Linked DNA regions of Canis lupus: region 2 is linked to region 1. Evidence: chromatin contacts called from public Hi-C data. All regions are on one chromosome and are shown on one strand. Each heading gives the region's core, a stretch centred on a gene start, on an enhancer-like site or on the middle of the called end of the contact. The rest is flanking DNA. Distances are from core to core; before and after follow the strand shown. Region 1 has its middle 270 kb from the start of NRIP1. Region 2 has its middle 220 kb from the start of USP25.

The links. A called contact is a pair of places that touch in the nucleus more often than the background predicts.
Region 2: a contact with region 1 is called in a Hi-C map of blood, with 2.1 times the contacts expected there. The contact joins two enhancer-like sites. A contact is called at or near these places in 2 of 9 Hi-C or Micro-C datasets (both in blood).

Annotation. Positions count from the first base shown.
Region 1 is chr31:12,655,826-12,661,356 of UU_Cfam_GSD_1.0, forward strand. No RefSeq gene overlaps it. Among named protein-coding and RNA genes, the nearest start is that of NRIP1, 270 kb to the left of the region's middle. Within about 2 kb of position 2,661, at least 6 of the 20 cell types and tissues checked have an H3K27ac peak or open chromatin away from gene starts, as enhancers often do. A contact at or near this core is called in blood, where this site is marked.
Region 2 is chr31:12,767,371-12,772,901 of UU_Cfam_GSD_1.0, forward strand. No RefSeq gene overlaps it. Among named protein-coding and RNA genes, the nearest start is that of USP25, 220 kb to the right of the region's middle. Within about 2 kb of position 3,476, at least 2 of the 20 cell types and tissues checked have an H3K27ac peak or open chromatin away from gene starts, as enhancers often do. A contact at or near this core is called in blood, where this site is marked.

The DNA.
Region 1 (5,531 bases), core at 1,411-3,910:
AACTATCTGGTTAAAAACTATAATAACAAAAGTAGAATAACTTTCTAGACCCCAAAAATATTCCAAGGAAATTCACTAGGTGTCTTATACCTATCAATTGGGGAGATGCTTCTGGAATATTTTTTAAAAGATTTATTTATTTATTTATTCATGATAGACAGAGAGAGAGAGAGAGAGAGAGGCAGAGACACAGGCAGAGGGAGAAGCAAGCTCCATGCAGGGAGCCTGATGCCGGGACTTGATCCTGTGACTCCAGGATAATGCCTTGGGCCAAAGGCAGGCGCTAAACCGCTGAGCCACCCAGGGATCCCTCGTTTCTGGAATTTTTTTTTTTTTAAGATTTTATTTATTTATTCATCACACACACACACACACACACACAGAGGCAGAGACACAGGCAGAGGGAGAAGCAGGCTCCATGCAGGGAGCCCAATGTGGGACTCGATCCCGGGTCTCCAGGATCACACTCCAGGAGGTGCTGAACCAGTGGGCCACCAGGGCTGCCCTGCTTCTGGAATTTTAGTAGCACTGAGGGTGGAGGAGTTCTTGTTAAACTGAAGATTCTGACTCCGTAAGTCAGAAGGGGACCTGATGATCCACATTTCTAATGGGCCCCCCAGTGAGATGCTGATGGTGTTGAGTCATGGAATAAAATTTGAGTAGCAAGGCATTGATTCTCTTGGGGCCTCAGTCATCATAATTACTCACTGATGTTTACCAAAAAGCAGGTGGGTTATTACTTTCCAGATAGCAACCTTGTTTTCTATTTCCCTTGAACAAGTTTATAAAGCTTGCATACAGTGTGTCTCTAAACATAGAAATCTCCTGTTAATTTTGTGAAGGAATTTTGACCATTAGATGACAATTTACCAAGACCTGTTTTGTCCATGAAGATAAAATCACATGTACCAGTGTTAAAAACAAGAAAATAGGTCCCAAATGGAGTTACTTATACAAAGCCCCACATCACCAAACTGAGACTTATTTCATTACAGTTTCAGTGCTCCCAAAACTGGTACCTTAAACCAGCCAATCAGGTCTCACCTGACCAGCATTAGTGGGGAAGCTTGCACTCTTGCTCGCTAGACTCTTGCCATTCCTTAAAGGAAAGCAATCTTACAACAACCAACTCATTTTATGGCCTACTGTAACTTTCTGGTTCCTGTTCCCTTCTGCCTGTCCAAGTCTTTAATTTTGTGCAGCAACTCCTTTCTATCTGCTAGACTGGATGCTGCCCGATTTGAATCCATTTTTGCTCAAATAAACCCTTAAAAATTTTTATTAAATTTTTTTACTGTTAAAAGCTTATCTTTTAACAGTAGTATGTGTTGAAATAGACATTTAGGAAAAATAAATGTCAACTCCTTAATTTTCAGCCTTTCAAACCTTACCTTCAACTATCTCACTGTCCCATAGAATATTTATTCCTATATTATTCCTATATAAAAATTTATTCCTATATATATTTTATATATTCCTATATAAATTTATTCCTATATTTATTCCTATATAAATATATATAAATATATATTTATAGAATATAATATTCCAGTTTGCTCAGTTCACCTCATTAAGAGAGCATGCTAACTAGGTTTCACACAGTTCTTTAAAAATCATCCTCTATCACAAATAGGGCACAGAAAGTTCATCGATGAGGGAAAAAAACCCCACAAGAATCAAGAACAGTAACAATCTCTGAGACTTTGAACTTAGTAGAAGAGAGTACTCCCTCTCATGCAAGATTTTTGATGGCTTTGGGAAATATTTATACTGGTTTCTAAAAAAAAAAAATGATGACCAGGATAAAGAGGCTGTATAAAAATAGACTGAAGGACAATCACCAGGCTGTTTTCATTTCACCATGCAAGTTTTCAGCGACAGCTCTAAACTAGCAACTTTTCAATTAAATCCAATCTGTCATGGTGGGGAAAACAGTGTAGCCGACAGGCCCTGCAAAGAGATTTGGCTGTGAGTGGCCAAGTTAGCACTTTTAACTGAAAATAAGCTATATTTGTTTAAACCATTGCTTAAATAGCGCTGCATATTTTTATTCCTTTGTAGGCATTCATGCCATTAACTTAAACAGTGCACAATTAGGCACTGCAAGCAGAGCATTGGAATCTCCACTTTTCTGCCTTTCTTGTGGCTCTGAGTTTGCCTTGGTGGCAGTAAAGCAGAAAGATCAAATATTCTCTTCTTCCCTTCCTGCTCTCTCTGCCACATTGGAAGAGATTTTTGTCCTTGAGAATGTTAAGTGTCCAAATCGTCCCAGGGCCCACTTCATGGTCAGTGCTTGAAGGGAACAGTTTGAGACAGCAGGAGCCTCTTAAACCATCCCACCACAAATCTATTACGATATAAAAAGACAGGAAATAATGCATCCCTCCCTGCTTCAAACTCTAGTGACACGACACCATTATTGTAGTATAATGTACCTACTTTTCAAGGTTGTTCTTAAGAGCTGTGGAATTGTACCTTTCGAGAGATTTTGCATTATTAACAAGGTTTGTATTATAAAAAACATAGCGGTTGTAAATTAATGACATCAATAGCTCCTGAAACTAGGCATCACCTGTGTTTGGTTAGAGACATTCTTATTTGTATTGGTCTAATAATCAGGACCTTTCTCTGCTCATCACACTTCAGCAATTTGGATCGTCTGTATCATTAGTTCAGTAGCACCCGATACCAGAACCCAGCCCCAGGCACATGCCACTCATCTCACGTACTTCTTCACCTCCCCCACTTCTCTCTCTGTCTCTGTCTCTTTCTCTTCCTCTTAATGATATAATTGGTCTGAGCTTTTCTGGTAAATAAGGCTGCACACAAACCTAAACTTGCAGGTAGAACTCACTTCCTTTCACTTTCATTTACTCAGTGTAATGTGATCGGCCCTAGGAGGGGCGGGAGCCTACATACTAATATTTTATTGAGGGCAGCTGCCCTACATTCCTTCAACTGCTGGATGTCTCTTGATTTAATTCCAAAGTGAATCAGAGGCTTGCCTGCCTTCCATTTATGGGTTTTCAGTTTCGGGAAATTATTTAAGAAGTCAACAAACTTTTCTGACTGTTCATGTGCTGATTCTAGCGTGCGTTTCTGTTGAAGGTTTTAATTCCCATTATGGGGCTCTCAGTGTGAGCTCTCCATCAGTTGTGCTGGGACAATGATTGGAATTTTTATAAATAAAAGAGTAACCAGCTAGCCCAAGTGGATGAACTCGCTCTTTGGAACACGGTGTAGGTTGTAAGTTAAATGCCTAACTAACACAGAGGGAAGAAAGAGAACTTAATGATGTTGGCGGTGCTGAATTTTGTTAGAGAACAAACAGGTTACCTCAGCAAGGCTGACTTCAGCTCTACGATAAACATGCAAAACAAGGAAATTGCATGATTTGGGGGTATACTTCCTATAAGGCGCCAGAAGGTCTATTTCAAGAAACTAACATAACAGTGGGTGATGCTAAATGCTACTGAGGAACTTGCAATCGTTTGCACATATGGACCGACTGTGTGGCAGCATATATAAATATTTCATTTGCTCATTGTAGTGAGTTATCAGATTGCACATGAACAGAGAGAACGACATATGAGAAGTTCCAAGAACATCGTGTAACAGGACATACAGCTGAGATATAGTTTTCTCATGCCTGGCGAGTGTTCCAGCTCCGCAAGCACAACTTTTTTCTTTATTCTTTAATTAAGATTAAAATATTTAAAAATCACCAAATTGAGAAAATCGTTATATTGTCATGGTCAAAGACCAGTGCCAAATGGAAAGTTAAAACTGGAGCCTAAAAGCCGACAGTCTTGCAAGTCGCTTAATGTTATTTGGGCTCCTCATTGGCAGTTCAACATCGGACTCCCCCCAGATGAAGTTCCCAATACTCCTCATTTTTATTTCAGAGCTTAACTGATGAGCTAGTTAGAAAGGAGACAAAATGGGCGGCAAAATCATAATTCATAAAAATTATAAGATATCTGAAACTTGAACTATTAAGTCAACTTTATAGTTTTTGAAGCAACAAAAAAAAAAGAATTAGAAATGTTTAGAACTGGAAGGACCATAAATGTAATTTAATGCATCTCCTCTTTTATAGAGGATTTATGCATAGATCTCTTATAGATAAAGTGTCTTCTGCAAGATTATAAGTCTAGTTTGTCAGTGCCAGGACCAGAATTCCAACTTTCCAGCTTGTTATACTGTTCTGATCATTAAGAGACCTTTTTAGTTTGTCTTTAAGATATAATTCTGGAGGCAGAGTAATTTAGTGAAATGAGTCTGGGTTTTTGAATCCATGATAATTTGAGTTTAAATTCTGAGTCTCATTTTATTCATCTAGAAAATAAATAACATTACATCTCATTTACAGGCTAGCCATGAAGTGCATACAGTGCCACAAACCAGAGAAGTTCAGATAATGGTAGCTGTTATTGGTATTCTTGTATCCCTGGGCACTTTGCATGCACTCAGTAAACATTTGTCAATTAGCAAACAAATGAAGGAATAAATGAATAAATGACAGAACTCATAAGAATGAGAAAGGAAACGAATGGCCATGGTAAGAATGTCCACTAAAAGATAAATGAAGAAGAAACCTGTGAATATTTTCTTGGAGTTCTTTCAATCTATTAGGAATGCTTTGTTTCCTCTTTGATGTCACTCATTCATCAAGTCTGTTCTTTTGGCTTCCATAGCACTTGAAAACATGACCCAGAAAATTGAAAATCAAAATGCACTAAATCACTCAAAAATGCATATCAGCTCAGTGCCACCTAAACAGGAAAATCTAATTGAACACCTATCCAAACAGCCTGTTGTCAGCCTTCCTTGCACCAACTTTCCAAACTCAAGCAGAAAACCTTTCCTAGGAACAGGCCAATTTCAATCTACTGAGTAGTGGAAGACAACATGGCCCTGTGCCTGGGTATTCTTTTTTAATTTTTGAAATTACAGTACACAAAATTACCCTTGCACCATCAGACTGCCTGTAAGAGTTGAAGTCTTCAATATTAACTTGGCTAAAGTGTCCTTAAGACCAGAGGAACAAAAAGAAGGAGAGGTCAGTAGCTCCCTGTGGAAATGTTTAAAAGAAACAGTATTCCTTATGTTCCAGAGACACTGAACTTTTACCAGGAGAGGTCAGGATGAGGCGGCTGAGGGATGGTAAACAATTGCTCTGCTGAGCTCTCCAGCTCATACCATTCTCTAGCAAGTAATGTATGTAGAAGACCTTGTATGGGAATAGTCTGGTCGGAAGATGGGAAACATGTTAAATATTCTCTCAAATACTCTTAGCTCTCCAATTTTTTAAAGAAGGAAATTATAGGCGGGATGAAATGCCATAGAGTAAATCTGTACAGAAATTTGCATTGATCCTTTTTTATCATAGAAGAAATACTTGCACATTTAAAAAAATCAGGGGAGGGATCCCTGGGTGGCTCAGTGGTTTGGCGCCTGCCTTTGGCCCAGGGCACGATCCTGGAGACCCGGGATCGAATCCCACGTCGGTCTTCCAGTGCATGGAGCCT
Region 2 (5,531 bases), core at 2,226-4,725, 110 kb after region 1:
TTTTGGCTGGATGCAATTGAGACCCTCAAAATCCCAGGTGAGGCACAAGTAAACTCAGAGTTTTAGGAAGCCAGTTGCTTCATGAAAACTATAAGGACTGATGACTAGACGGAGAGAACTCAGAAATTATAGAAGCCAGGGGCGCCTGGATGGCTCAGTCAATTAAGCATTGACACTTGATTTTGGCTCAGGTCATAATCTCCAGCTCATGAGATCAAGCCCCATGGCAAGTTCTGTGCTTAGTGCAAGGTCTGCTTGAGAATCTCTTCTTCTACCCCTCCCCTACTTGTATGCTTGCTCTCACTCTCTCTTTCTCTAAAATAAATACAATCTTAAAAAAAATTACTGAAGCCAAAGAAAAAAGTTGGCTGGAAAATATGCGTTTGTTTAGCAGTGAACACCTAATCCTAAACCTCTTATGATATTAGAAGATGCTATGTAAATTCACAAATGCACAGATAATTTTCTTCTCTATTTTCATGAATGGTTTAATTCTTCTTCTAACCTAAACTTACTCTTTATACCCTGATTTGCACCTCCTCCTTCCAGAAGTAAATAAGCAAATGCACTGGATATAGATAGACATTAAGTATGATTTCATAGAATGCCAGCAATGGAAAGGATTTAAGAAATTCCCTAGTCCAACTGTCCACCTTTCATTGAATTAATGGATGTGAAAATGAGGTTCAGTTAAATTTCTGTGGTGAGTGTCAGGTGTCAGTGTTAGGCTTACTACTTTCAGCCAGATCTTGTTCAGCCCCCACATCCCACCAAATTAATTGAAAATTGACTTAATAGCTTGGCCAGGTTCCTAATGTGGTAGCTTTAGTATATTCATTGAATGACAGTGTACTACATTAAGAAAGCTCAGTTTCTTTGTTACCCTGTGTTAAACAATATTTCTTCAAGAATCTAAAGAACTAGTACAAATTATCACTATTAAGAGGATTCTAGAATTCATGACATTCACATATTAATTGTTTGATTATGTTATTTGGTGTTTTTCAGATTTAACAACATTTGAAATGCCCTACAGCTAAATATCAAGGAAACATAATTACACAAAATGTTAAATTCCACAGGATCAGGCCAGACCAGTATTTTACCTATGTGTTACCTACATGCACATGATAGTGCAAACCACAAAGCAGAATAAAGTCAACCAGTAGAAGCATGAGCTGTAAGCCAAAATCAAGGTGAAAGTGGAACCTCAGGGAACAGAGCCTCCAGAAGTAAGAACCTGTTCAATGAGAGTAACGAGTAACCCAAAGTTGAGAAGAGAATTCCTTGCAAGGCCAACCAGCACAAAGAAACTCAATTAAAGAAGGACATACCAAATAGCTAAGAGAATTTCAAACACACACACACACACACGTGCACACAAACACACACACACACAATCTCTTCTAAAAGTATGCAACCCCAAAATGCATCTCTCAATTACAGAGAGATGCAGGTTTTGTGTTTCCTTTTGCCATCTCAAGAAAATGTTGAGAAATGAAATTGAGAAGTCCACGTATTTTTGATGATGTAGGTATATTCCTTTCTCAAAATCCATATTATATCATGAAACTTATAAGAAACCTGAAGCCGGAGGATCCAGCTAAGCCATAAGGAAGTGTATGAAAAATTGCCAAAGTGTCTAAAATAAATTAGTTAATAGTTCTTCTGATAGATGTTAAGTCTGACAGATCTTAAGGTGAAGGGTAGCAATGTTAAGAACGCTCTGACGGGATTCTGGTTAAGAAAATGAGAGTGATTCTGCATACCTTCAACCCAGATGAAGTCTCACCTTGAAAAACTAAGAACAGTGAAGAAAATGATTGAGCAGACAGGCCTCCACAAGTGGGAGACTTTCCCAGCCAAATTTCAGTGACAGCCAAAAAGACTAGGCCATTTCCAAAAAACCTAACTCACGAATTAATGGTGATTTATTACTCAGGGACCTGACATTAATTAAAGCAAATTTAGCAGTATCCTTATCACTTCAAGTTGATGTTATTGCAGTTGGCTGGTATGAGAATACAAATTACTCAGGCAAGGGCCGCCAGTCAATCACGTCCTCTTAAAATGACTTTCTACCCTAGCAGAAAGATTTCTGGAACTCTAGAACCCCCAAATTAAATTATGTTAGAGGGACCCTAGCATAACTGTCCTCTTAATCTTGGCCATCTAAACTTCTCTCCAAATGCATGACTTAGCTTTTTTAAATATTCCACAAGTAAATGCATGAGGAAAAGAAAAATAGCCAGAAAAAGGAGTTCAGGGTAGAAGAGTATTTGGATTATTTAGCTTGACTAGCAAGAACACCACAGACTTGATTTAATGCTTACTGAATACTTATTGTATGTACACATTTTTAACAGGTAATACTTTAATGTATTAGAGGAAGATGATAAACTGATGAGTACAATAAATCTATTTTGTTTGCTTTTGTGACAAACAATCCTAATTCACAGCTCTTGGGTACCCAAGGAATCCACAGGAGAAAGCTAATGATAGGGGAAAATACTGAGTTCCTTTTATACATTTTTCTAATCATCACCACTACTGACCTCGAACTTCTTCCTACCTTCAGAATGGGATGCCTATACCTTAAGAGTGTAACGCATCTGTCAGGTTTTACAGTGATATTTTAAACATTCTGGAGCTAAATAGGAACCCGAGCCTTCAATTGCAGCATATTCTCTTTTTTTTTTTTTTTCAAGTTTTCTGAATTAATCATTCAGATACTATCAGATTTAACTGATAGTTACATCAGATGCCATCACCCAAGTGATTTATTCTCAGCTTAGAAACCCCCCACTGCCAGTTGCTGTCGCATATTTCTACACAAGTCCTAGCCCAGTGTCAATGAAAGTTAACCCTCATTGAGCTTCTGCTATATAGTCATACTATGGATCAATTCACTGTATTGGTTTTCACAATAACCTCATAAGGTAGCCACTACTATTATCCCTAGAGTTCACAAATATCTAAATCAAGGCACAAAAAGCTGAGGTAACCTGCAAACTTACAATTGCACTGCTACAAAGGAATGAAGATGGGCAGCCCGGGTGGCTCAGCGGTTTAGCGCTGCCATCAGCCCAGGGCGTGATCCTGGAGACATGGGATTGAGTCCCACATCAGGCTCCCTGCATGGAGCCTGCTTCCCTCTGCCTCTCTTTCTCTCTTTGTGTGTCTCTCATGAATAAATAAATAAAATCTTTAGAAAAAAAAAAAAAAAAACAAAGGAGTGAAGATGACATTTAAGCCCAGATGCATTAATTATCTTTTTGCTGCATAAGAAATTATCCTAAAAAATAATGGCTTACAACATTTATTTCACAGTTTCTGTGCATCAGGACTTTCTGTGGCTTAGCTGAGTCCTCTGGCTCTGAGTTTCTCGTAAGGAGGAAGTGACTATCATCTCAACACCCAGCTGAAAATGGATCTGCCAAGTTCATGTGGTTGTTTACAAGATTCTGTTCCTCATTTGCTATTGGTCTGAAGGCTTCAGATCTGTGCAGATTGTTGCCTGAAGGCTGCCCCTTGTGGCCTCTCTACAGGTTGGCATCAAACATGGCAGCTGACTTCCCAAATGAGCAAACAAGAAAACCCCAGAGAGAATTTGAGCAAAATGGAAATCACTGTTTTTTACAACCTGATCTTGGAAGTGAGATCCCTTAGAAGTAAATGCTTAGGTCTAATGAAGGAGGATAGAAAAAGGTGTGAATAGGAGGAAGCAGAGATCACTGGGAACCATCTTAGGAACTGTCTACCATACCAAGTATGCTCTTTAAAAATTATTTTTGAAAATTTATCTTAGGCCTTTTGATGATATAATTTATAAATATACATCTCTTCTACCTTAATCCTTCTAACAGATTGTAAAACTACCATTACCAATCATATATATACAGGATTCTTACAATTTTGTGTATTTTTGAATAGTGATTAAAGAACAACTCTGAATTACAACTTAGTGTGACTTAGTAAACAATTTAAAAGCAAATTTTAACTTGCTACTATATCTTGAAGTCAGTGGCTCTGACTTCAAAAGCATCTATCCTAAAAGATAATCTATAAAATGTGGTAAGTACTAAATATTCTTTATTTGGTATTAAACATAAGTCATACTAAAAGGCAGAATTTTAGATTCAGGGGATTTTAATGAATTTGACATAGAAAGACCAAAAAAATAAAAAATAAAAGGGTGGGCATGCTTCTTCAGCCTTCGTTTTACACAGGCAGATGAACACAAATTCAAACATAGGTGAGATTTGCTCTGTCTTATCAGACAGTGAAGAGATTTCCTCTACATTTAAATATATTCAGGGGATCCCTGGGTGGCTCAGCGGTTTGGCGCCTGCGTTTGGCCCAGGGCACAATCCTGGAGACCCTGGATCAAGTCGCGTGTCGGGCTCCCTGCATGGAGTCTGCTTCTCCCTCTGCCTGTGTCTCTGCCACTCTCTCTCTGTCTATCATAAATAAATAAATAAATCTTTAAAAAATAAATATATTCATATAACCAGTCATATATATGTAAATATAAAATCAATCCTCTTTAGGTTGTACAATGGCAAGCAACAACTCTGTGAAAATTTACATATAACTAATCCAACCTTGCCTCAATTTCAAAATGCCTTTAGAAAGGGTAATAGTGATAACAGTTACTGAAACAGAATTTTTACTAAAAAAATTCAAAAGTGTGATCATATTCATTTAACCACCAGCCAATATTATTTAAATCAAGAGTGTTCAACAAGGATATTCCATCAGCCACTCATTATCTAAACTCTGGTTTATGAGGTCAACTGAAATATGGAATCTCTTTTAAAAAAAGTCATGAGACATTTCTCTCTTGTAATAAATGAGTAGTGGCTATTGTTAGTATTTTTGAAAGCAGCTATCAGATCTGCCTTCCTCTCTTCTTATTAATGCCAGCTGAAAGATTCAGGCGTCTTCATGACCATCCTCCCTTCCAACACTAACTGCAACCTTGAGGGGGTCTCCAAGATCACCCTCAAGTTTGTTAAATTGCTAGAAGGATTCTCAGAATTTAGAAGAGCCATTATATATGATTCTGGATTATTACAGCAAAAGGATACAGATTAAAAATCAGCAGAAGGAAGAGTCATGTAAAGCAGGGCTGGGAAACACCAGGTGCAGGACTTCCAGTTGTCCCTGACAGGTGGGGTAGTGTAGATGGTGCCTATTTCTTCTAGCAGTGATGTGGGACCATATACATGGAGTCTTGCCAACTAGGGAATCTCACACAAGCTTTAGTGTCCTCAGTTTTATTGCAGTTCAGTGACATAGACATGGTTGACCTTCCACATGACTGACCTTAGTCTTCAGCCCCACTACAGGTAATGTGATTCCATGTTGCCTAAGGCCTTCACCATAAATCACATTCTTAGCATAGACTGCCTGGCATGGCTCAAACCTCCAGGTAAGCAAAAATACTCATATGAGGCATACATTCCAAGGGCTTGAAGATTGCTTCCCAGAAGTGAGGGTAAAGTTGAAGCCTCTCTTTGGACAAGGTT